3 separate regions of the Mus musculus genome follow, and all the other regions are linked to region 1. Evidence: chromatin contacts called from public Hi-C and promoter capture Hi-C data. All regions are on one chromosome and are shown on one strand. Each heading gives the region's core, a stretch centred on a gene start, on an enhancer-like site or on the middle of the called end of the contact. The rest is flanking DNA. Distances are from core to core; before and after follow the strand shown.

The links. Promoter capture Hi-C pulls out the DNA fragments that hold promoters and counts their contacts. Hi-C and Micro-C count contacts between places; a contact is called where the count stands out from the background.
Region 2: a contact with region 1 is called in a promoter capture Hi-C map of liver, with 2.9 times the contacts expected there. The contact joins two enhancer-like sites. A contact is called at or near these places in 7 of 39 promoter capture datasets (the HPC-7 cell line, cranial neural crest, embryonic stem cells and 3 more), 8 of 484 Hi-C or Micro-C datasets (the G1E-ER4 cell line, embryonic stem cells and liver) and 3 of 115 datasets of contacts at active chromatin or transcription factors (embryonic stem cells and pancreatic cancer cells).
Region 3: a Hi-C map of liver shows a contact between it and region 1, with 2.0 times the contacts expected there. The contact joins two enhancer-like sites. A contact is called at or near these places in 1 of 39 promoter capture datasets (liver), 2 of 484 Hi-C or Micro-C datasets (both in liver), 2 of 115 datasets of contacts at active chromatin or transcription factors (embryonic stem cells and pancreatic cancer cells) and 2 of 9 other capture datasets (adipose tissue and pancreatic islet).

The regions. Positions count from the first base shown.
Region 1 is chr4:118,355,669-118,358,313 of GRCm38.p6, reverse strand. No RefSeq gene overlaps it. Among named protein-coding and RNA genes, the nearest start is that of Szt2, 52 kb to the left of the region's middle. Within about 2 kb of position 1,358, at least 11 of the 459 cell types and tissues checked have an H3K27ac peak or open chromatin away from gene starts, as enhancers often do. A contact at or near this core is called in liver, where this site is marked.
Region 2 is chr4:118,228,879-118,231,523 of GRCm38.p6, reverse strand. Ptprf (protein tyrosine phosphatase, receptor type, F) reads left to right here. Exons shown (of 33, transcript NM_011213.2): 12 at 1-38; 13 at 636-829. Among named protein-coding and RNA genes, the nearest start is that of Mir7226, 20 kb to the right of the region's middle. Within about 2 kb of position 1,318, at least 42 of the 459 cell types and tissues checked have an H3K27ac peak or open chromatin away from gene starts, as enhancers often do. A contact at or near this core is called in liver, where this site is marked.
Region 3 is chr4:118,275,032-118,277,676 of GRCm38.p6, reverse strand. It overlaps Ptprf (protein tyrosine phosphatase, receptor type, F), which reads left to right. Exons shown (of 33, transcript NM_011213.2): 3 at 193-328. The coding sequence starts at 238. Among named protein-coding and RNA genes, the nearest start is that of Ptprf, 15 kb to the left of the region's middle. Within about 2 kb of position 1,301, at least 163 of the 459 cell types and tissues checked have an H3K27ac peak or open chromatin away from gene starts, as enhancers often do. A contact at or near this core is called in liver, where this site is marked.

The DNA of each region.
Region 1 (2,645 bases), core at 109-2,608:
GGAAGAACAGGCAGTTCCAGTGGGGTTGTCTCCCGCACTCTTTAAATTCCTAATAGCAATGATATAGTGCTTTCTGAAAGGTATATTTATAAGGATCGTGTACACCTCTGATCCCAAATACTGAGGAGACTGAGACAGGGTCACTGTGGGTTTAAGGCCAGCCTGAGGAATGTAGGAAGACCTTGTCTGAGAAAAAGAAAGGAAGCTGGGTGATGGTGGCACAAGCCTTTAATCCCAGCACCTCCAAGGTAGACAGATATCTGTGATTCGAGGCCAGCCTGGTCTACAGAACTAGTTCTAGGACAGCCAAGGCTAAACAGAGGAACCCTCTTTCAGAAACCCAAACCAACCAAACAAGAAAAGAAAAGAAAAAGAAGTTTTATGAGGCTGAGCTCTACCCTCGAGTTTTAGCGCTCAGCCATTAACTAACTATTCACAGGTCATTGCTATCATAATGAAGCCAGTCTACTTGCTGAGCGCTGCAGATGCCCCCAGCCAGCTTCCACTGCTCTGCTCAGCTCCAGCTCAGGACATCCAGCTCAGGACCAGGCTCATCCCATCCTCAAGCCTCGAGCTTAGAGGTTCCACCCCTGCGGCTCAGCCTCAGACCCACCAGCTCACTGGTGCATCACCTGATTTCTTGCCCGTTTGCCGTTGAATTTTCTCTTGGACCTTTGGCTTGTTTGGCACATGTCTCTCGGCTAGAGTCCGATCAGGTTGTGGCCTCTTAACTAAGTTTAGCTTGTTAATCAATCAGCAGGTTTACAATCCAGAGTGACACCCAAGGGAAGACATCTTTATTAGCTCTTTGCTGTAAATCTCACTTGTACCAAGGTAATTGTAATTAAATCCTAGTCGCATCTCCACCTCCTGAGTTCTGAATCAGGAACTAAATGTTCTAACCCACAGTGAGCCACACCCTCTCCATATTCCTTTATGGCAGCAGAGAGAGTTTTATGAACTAGGTGGACATGACTCGCAATTCCTCTTGACTCCCTTATGGCTTTCAATAAAATATGGAGCACAGTGTCCATGAAAACAATTCTCCCCCCTTTTTCCATGCTAGGATTAGAACCCAGGTCCCTGTACATGGAACACGTGATTTTTCACCAAACTACACCCCAGCCTACAAAGTATTTTCTTCATTCATAACTTGATCATCTATAGTTTCTAGCACTTTCTGTCCCAGGCATCATACTAAATTATTATGCCAAGTTTTAACTTTTGCCCAGAGAATTTGCATAGGAGTAATGTTTCATTGTGGGATCAACAACCTGGATTAGCTAATGGATGAGAGCTAAAGTTCAAGGCAGAGTCCAGAGTCTCATCTGGTCATGTGATAGCATCCATCTGTGCAGTGTTGAAACCTTCTGCAGTCCTGTGTACAACACAAGTGAACCCTCAGTGAGATCCATCTGATACATTCCAGGTCGGCAAAAATGAAAGTCCATGGCAGATAGCCGATAGGATTTAGAACAACTGGCAAGCTTCCCCAATGCCAGTGCGAACGGAAATCACTCTAACCGCTTTGGAAAACAATTTGGCATGATCTCTAAAAGCTGATACGCCCTGGATCCAGCAGTTCCTCATTCAGGTGTATTCCCTGAAGAAACATTTGCACAAGTGTGGCAGGAATAAGCCTCGTGATATTCATAACCACATAGCTTACCCAGCAAAAGGCTAACATGGGCCAAACATCCACAGACACACACGGATGAGTGGTAGTACCATTACCGTGTCCCACAGAGAGGGAAAGGCAAAGCTGGTAGCTCAGGCTCAAAATTGAGTTTCCTCTCGTACTGGAGCAAGTAAAGTTTGGCTCAAAGTGAAAACATTAAGGTGATGGTATTTAAAAATCTCAGAAACATCATTTTGAGAGAAATATGTATGGCATGGCGTGCTTCCAGTTTTATTTTGTCAAAGATTTTTGTCTGATTTATATGCATGTGTCAGCAGGTAGGTGTGCACTTGAGTGTGGGTGCCTGTACTGTTAAGACTCGCTGGAACAGGACATGGATACTGGGAACGAATCTCTTCTGTGGTGGGATCCTGGGGTTGAACTTAGGTCCAGGCTTGTGCAGCAAGCCTCTTACCCACTAAGCCTTGTCACCAGCCCTGTTTCCACTTATACAAAGGCAGAGAAGCCACCACCACATGAGGAGATACAAACATCTCTGGGTTTTGTTTGGTTTCCGAGACAGGGTTTCTCTGTATAGCCCTGGCTATCCTGGAACTCACTCTGTAGACCAGGCTGGCCTCAAACTAAGAAATCTGCCTGCCTCTGCCTCCCAAGTGCTGGAATTAAAGACCTGTGCCACCACTTCCTGGCTAACATCTCTGTTTTTAAAAAATGTGAATAGCAATCACAAAGCATGATTGTGTCTGGAGGGGAGAGAAAAAGATGGTACTGGAGACCTGGGAAGTCACCGACATCCCTTCCCTTAAACTGGGTGGGGACAGCCATGTATGCTAATTATGTCTCGCTTCTTTATCGCTTACATATGTTTTGTAGGCACCAATTTTGTGTATCAGTTTCATATTTAATAAAAACAGAACTTTAAGACCTTCTGTGCGCATGCCTACCACCTGCTAGCATATTCTGTGCTAACATTTCATCATCTCAAAGCTTTGCTACAGACCCGGCT
Region 2 (2,645 bases), core at 69-2,568, 130 kb after region 1:
TGAGAGCAGCCCGGTGCTGGTGCGCACCGATGAGGACGGTAGGCTGCAGTGGGTAACATTGTTATGAGGAGGGGTGGGGATGAGAAGCATGCCACCTGAGGCTGTCTGCCAAGCACCCAAGATCCCTCCACAGGACCTGACAGACTCATTTTCTAAATTTAGGCTTAATGGTCTAAACTCTGGGGCGATGTAGTTGGTGGGGTATCCCGTATCCAGGTCCTGGCTTCTGAGCCGTCTCCAAGATAACTGAAGCTTTAAAACCGTACAGGGCTGTGGCAGAAGCAGCAGCCCCACCTAATATGAGAGCCAGGATTGAGAAGATGAGTGCAAAAGACTCAAGTGGGCTTTGTCTGGATACTAATGAAATTTGTTACAGATGGTGTGAGCCTAGGTAGTTGAAGGTGTGGTACCTCACTTCCAGCTGTTCCCCACATCTATGTTTCCCATGAATAAGTAGCCCTGCTAGAGGGACCCATAGGGATGGCCCTCGGCAGGCAAATCAGCCAGCCAAAGAAACAACATTGGAACCTTTCCCAAGGGGGCAGGTGCAGAGTCACGGCCCTAAAGTTAGCTGTACGTGCCTAAGCCAGGCGCTGTTGCTCCATATCTGACTCTCTTCTCTGCCTGGCCCCTAGTGCCTAGCGGGCCACCACGGAAGGTAGAGGTTGAGCCTCTGAACTCCACTGCTGTGCATGTCTCCTGGAAGCTGCCCGTCCCCAACAAGCAGCACGGACAGATTCGTGGCTACCAGGTCACCTATGTGCGGTTGGAGAATGGTGAGCCCCGAGGCCAACCCATCATCCAGGATGTCATGCTGGCTGAGGCTCAGGTATGTCATTGACGGTGCTAGGTGGCAGGGTAAACAGTGACCAGTGTGTCACAGTGACCCCCTAGAGCCCAGATTTGTCCCTCCAATGCCTGCCCTCAGAGGTGGTTATGCCTTTTATGGTCATTGGAGCTGCCTTGGACTGTCTGGGCAGGAGTTATTGAGATCGGGAGGTGAGGCTCATGTTCCAGAGACTTTGTTCTTCTGTTAGGATTGTTAAGCTGTGCTAACCTAGGTCCTGCTACCCCCTCCACCCAGGTAGCAGTCTTAGTTGCCAGTGCTCACGGGGCTGCTCCCAAAGACCCCCAGGCTCCTTGCACAGCACACTGGCTTCATCCTTGTGGTTTGCAGAAAGCACATTTGCTGTGGCTTTGAGCTGAACTGCTGTCCCAGGCAATACTGTTCTTAGCATCACCTGGACTGCACAGCCAGGGGCAGACAAGACTTTTCTCCATCCTCCATGGCCTCAAGCCAGTGACTGAGGCAAAGCTCTGCAAATAATGACCTGAGTGTCACTCTGCTCTTGACCTGAGTGTTTCTCTCCAGGGCTGGACCTGCCAGCCCTTTTCTGTTGGAAGCTTCTGTCTTCCTGGGGCATCTGCCCACAGGCTTACAGTGAGGTCAGTATTCTGACCCCCACCTTGCTAGTCCATCAAGGAGCACCGAATACTGTGAGATTATATGTGTGGCCAGAATGAGCCAGCATGTAGGTGGCAGGGATTGGAGAGGAACCAAGTCTCTACCCTGGGAAAGGACTAATCAAGTATAGGAAAAACTGTGTTGTCTGTCCTTGGTCTCCCTGTCTAGAACCAGGTCCTGATGATTCTTGGGCCAGCTTCAAGTCCCAACAGAAAGATCCTAGATTCCCTCCCCAACCAAGTGGGAACCCCATATTCTGCAGGCTGTGCTGAGGGATGAACCCCCACACAGACAAACTGCTTTCATACCTTTGGCTAAGCTCCACCCTCTGAGCCAAAATTCTTTTCTACCCAGAGGGTACCCTCTTTCTTCTCCCAACCTGTCTATGCTGAAGGACCCAAGGGTGGGGGAGGTGGGTGTGTTCATCAGCCTGCATTCCTGGGGCAGGTTGAGGGCTCCTCACAAAGTCTCAGCAGACACACCCGCTCAGAAACATCCAGAGAATGACTCCATCCAGCCCCTCCCATCCTAGGAGTCTGGCGCCACAGCTGCAGCCTCTGTGGTTTCAGGAAAGTCACTTCGAGTACTTTTGTGTGCTGGTCCCCAAGAGTTTGAAGGGGGTTGGGTAATAAGACCAGGGACATTGTCCCCATATTTGTGTTCTTTACAAGGAATATGCCCAAGCAGGCTCCAGGGAGGCCACGGAAGACAAGGCCTGCCCTTGTAGCCTTCCACCCCCTGGGACTTTGTCATTCTGCTTTGGGCCAGTGGGAGACCAGATGGTGCACTTATCCAGCCTGGCCCCAGGGCCTAGGTATCCCCTGTGTGACTCTTTTCAAGGACACCCCAGCCTGCCCTTATCCACCCAATAGAACCATCTGTGCAGCCCTGGGCCCCAGTAAGATCAGAAAGAAGCATGTGGTGTGTATCCCCACCAGATGTGCATAGCCCAGCCTGCCTCCCCTGTGCTCCCTCTAGATGAGACTCGCCACCCTCCGCCCCCTTTTTGTCCCTTCCTTTTGTCTTTTCTCTCACTGTAGGAGTTTAGTCTAGCTACTCTCCATCCCCTTTTCCTTCTCTCCTCTCCCTACTCCTCTTACAGCCTCTTCCTTTCCCACCTACCCCTCTGTCTTTTTCCTCTCACTACCTGACATAGGAGGGGCTACCTGCGATAGCTTCA
Region 3 (2,645 bases), core at 52-2,551, 81 kb after region 1:
TGCACTCTTTCCATAGGATGGTTGACCTTCAGTGGTGAGGGAGTTTGGGTAGCCATTGCATGGTCCAGTGTGGGACTGCTGAACTGTCTGAATGGGCAGTGAGGGTGGGTGGGAGTGGGGTGGGGAAGAGCATGTGCAGTGGGGACTCAGGGGGACACTGGCTAATTGGCTCTGCCTTTCTCTCCATTACAGGTGGATTGTCTTAGGCTGTGGCTGGCTGTGGAGCTAGAACCCTGGATGGCTCCCGAGCCAGCCCCAGGGAGGAGGATGGTGCCCCTTGTGCCTGCTCTCGTGATGCTTGGTTTGATGGCAGGTGCTCATGGCGACAGTAAGTCTGACTCCTCATCATACAGATACATCATGTTGAAAATCGACTTAGCTCCTAGCAGGTCTCTAAAATGCAATACCGGACCAGGTCCCAGGAAGAAGAAACAGGATGACCATAGATAACCCACTAGTCCTCCTGCCCTAGAGACCTGCACTGGGAAAGCCCTCTTCTAAGGAGTACGTGCTCCTACTTCCTCTGAACATCCTGCTGAGCACCTGGGTATCCCTTAGGCTCTGCAGAGTGCTGCATGTCTAAGCGTGACCCTGTTATATAGAGCTGGGGAGCCGTGTCTTGGATTCATGTGATCTTTGTGTGACGTGCATAGGCATGTACTTTGTCCACATTGCAGATCTCTGTAGAAGGCCCCGAGCAGAAGGAAGCAGGGCACCAGACATGTCTGCAGAGCCAGGGAGGATTCAGAAGCAGTTGCCCATATCCTTCCCTGAGGCGGCCTGCAGTCCCTGGAAAATAGGGAAGGACTTGTCACTTGGCTTGCAGGAAGGAGAGAGGGGGCAGGGAATGAAACTGAGTCTGTGTGTTTGTGTGTTGGGGGGATGATTTGTCCCCTACTCCAATCCAACTCTGAACTTTGGTCTCTTCCCTGCTGCTGCCCTTCCCCCTGCCTGGCACTATAAGACTGGCCATAGCCCGCCCTGTCACCATGGTTACCACTGCTTGGTTACTGGTAGGAGGCGGAGCACAGGACAGGCTTAGCCAATCTGCAGACTGGGGGGAGGGGCAAGGTCGGAGCTGAGGTCCCTTGGGGGGAAGGGGCTATTCCCAGCCTGTCCTGAACCCAGAGGCAGTCCAGGGCCAACCCAGGGGTCAGACCCCAGGATAGCAGGCCATAGGGATCCCTCTATCCCCTCTGGGTCTCTAGACAAGAGCCTTGTCCCACCAGGGCTCTATCTAAATGGCTCATTAATAATTCAGGAGCCAGTCATAGAAGAGGGTGGCCCTGGAGCACCCCTCCCTTTGTCCTCAGAGGCTGGGCCCTGGATAAGGGAGAATGGGAGGGAGAGGGCCTTTCTCTGGAGAGTCTAGCCAGTGGAGTGCAGGGCTAGGGGTCTAGAAGAGAAGTCAGGTGGAAAGCCTTAGAAAGGGGTAGTGTGAAGGTGATCCTTAGCCCTGGCTGGGGCTGCAGAGGCAGCAGAGGGAAGTGATCTGGGGCCCAGCACCCTAGGTGTGTGACTGGCATTGACATGGTGAAGGACTGTTGTCACTCTTCTCAGATTGTCTCAGGGCCCTGACAGCAGGGGAGACATGCCACTGAGTTTTGAGAAACAGTGAGGCCTAGGAAAATAACTGCCTTCTCTATCTTCCCTCTGACCCAGCACACCCCAGCCTGCGCCCGTCCGTCCCACCATCCTGCCTGCCCCCTGGTTTTCTCTGTGACTGGCATTACTGTCCACCTGGTTACCAAGTCAAAAAGCTGGGCCTTCTGGCAGCTCCTCTCCCCCTTCCACACCCCCCTCTTCCCCCCGTGTGATCTGTCCCCAGGTTCTGTGGCCTCTAGCTTCTGAGTGTCTTTGGAATGCACTCTCTGCTCTCCCTGCCCCCTTCTGCCAAGCCTTCTTCAGCTTCTGCTTGAGTTTGAGTGTGCACCAGGGAACCTTCTGATGGTTCCCTGCCTCAGTCCCATTCCTCTGAACCCAGTCTCTAGTCTACAGTGGGAATTGGGTTGCGTCTCTTCGCTCCCCAACTGCCTGGAGAGTGAGCTTTAGTGTCTGACTCTCTGCTACCCTACCCTCCACCGGCCCCGCTGTGCTCTCTCCTTTCGGCTGCACAGAGCTCCGTGTCCAGGCATCCTTCATGCCTTCTGTTTGCACTCTCGCAGTCAGGTGTGATGACGTGGGCCTGTATCCCTAGCATTTGAGAGGTGGAAGCAGGAGGATTAAGAGTTCTAGGGGATCTTGGCTCTGTAGTAAGTTGAAGACAAGCCTGGGCTACGTGACTGTCTCCAAAAACAAACAAGGTGTGGAGGGGGTATGTTTTCCCTCCCTTTACATGACCAGAACTGACTCAACTGTCACTGCTTCCTGTAGCAGCAGTGTGGTCATGCCCTGGTCCTCTGCAGCCCTCATATGCTCTTGTGGCGCTTCGCCCTCAGTCTGTCTGCCCTGGCAGGCTGAGAGTTTAGACATTTCCAGCTCCGGGTCTAGAGGGGGTTGGTGAATAAGCGAAGGGGCAGGACAGTCCTGACCACCGTAGGAGTGGGGAGTGAGAGGAGCTGCTTTAGGGCAGAGTTCCAGGGTCTTCCTGCTGGCACCTTGGTCATTTGGTTACAGAGACCAGGCTGGGACTTGATGGTGGAAAC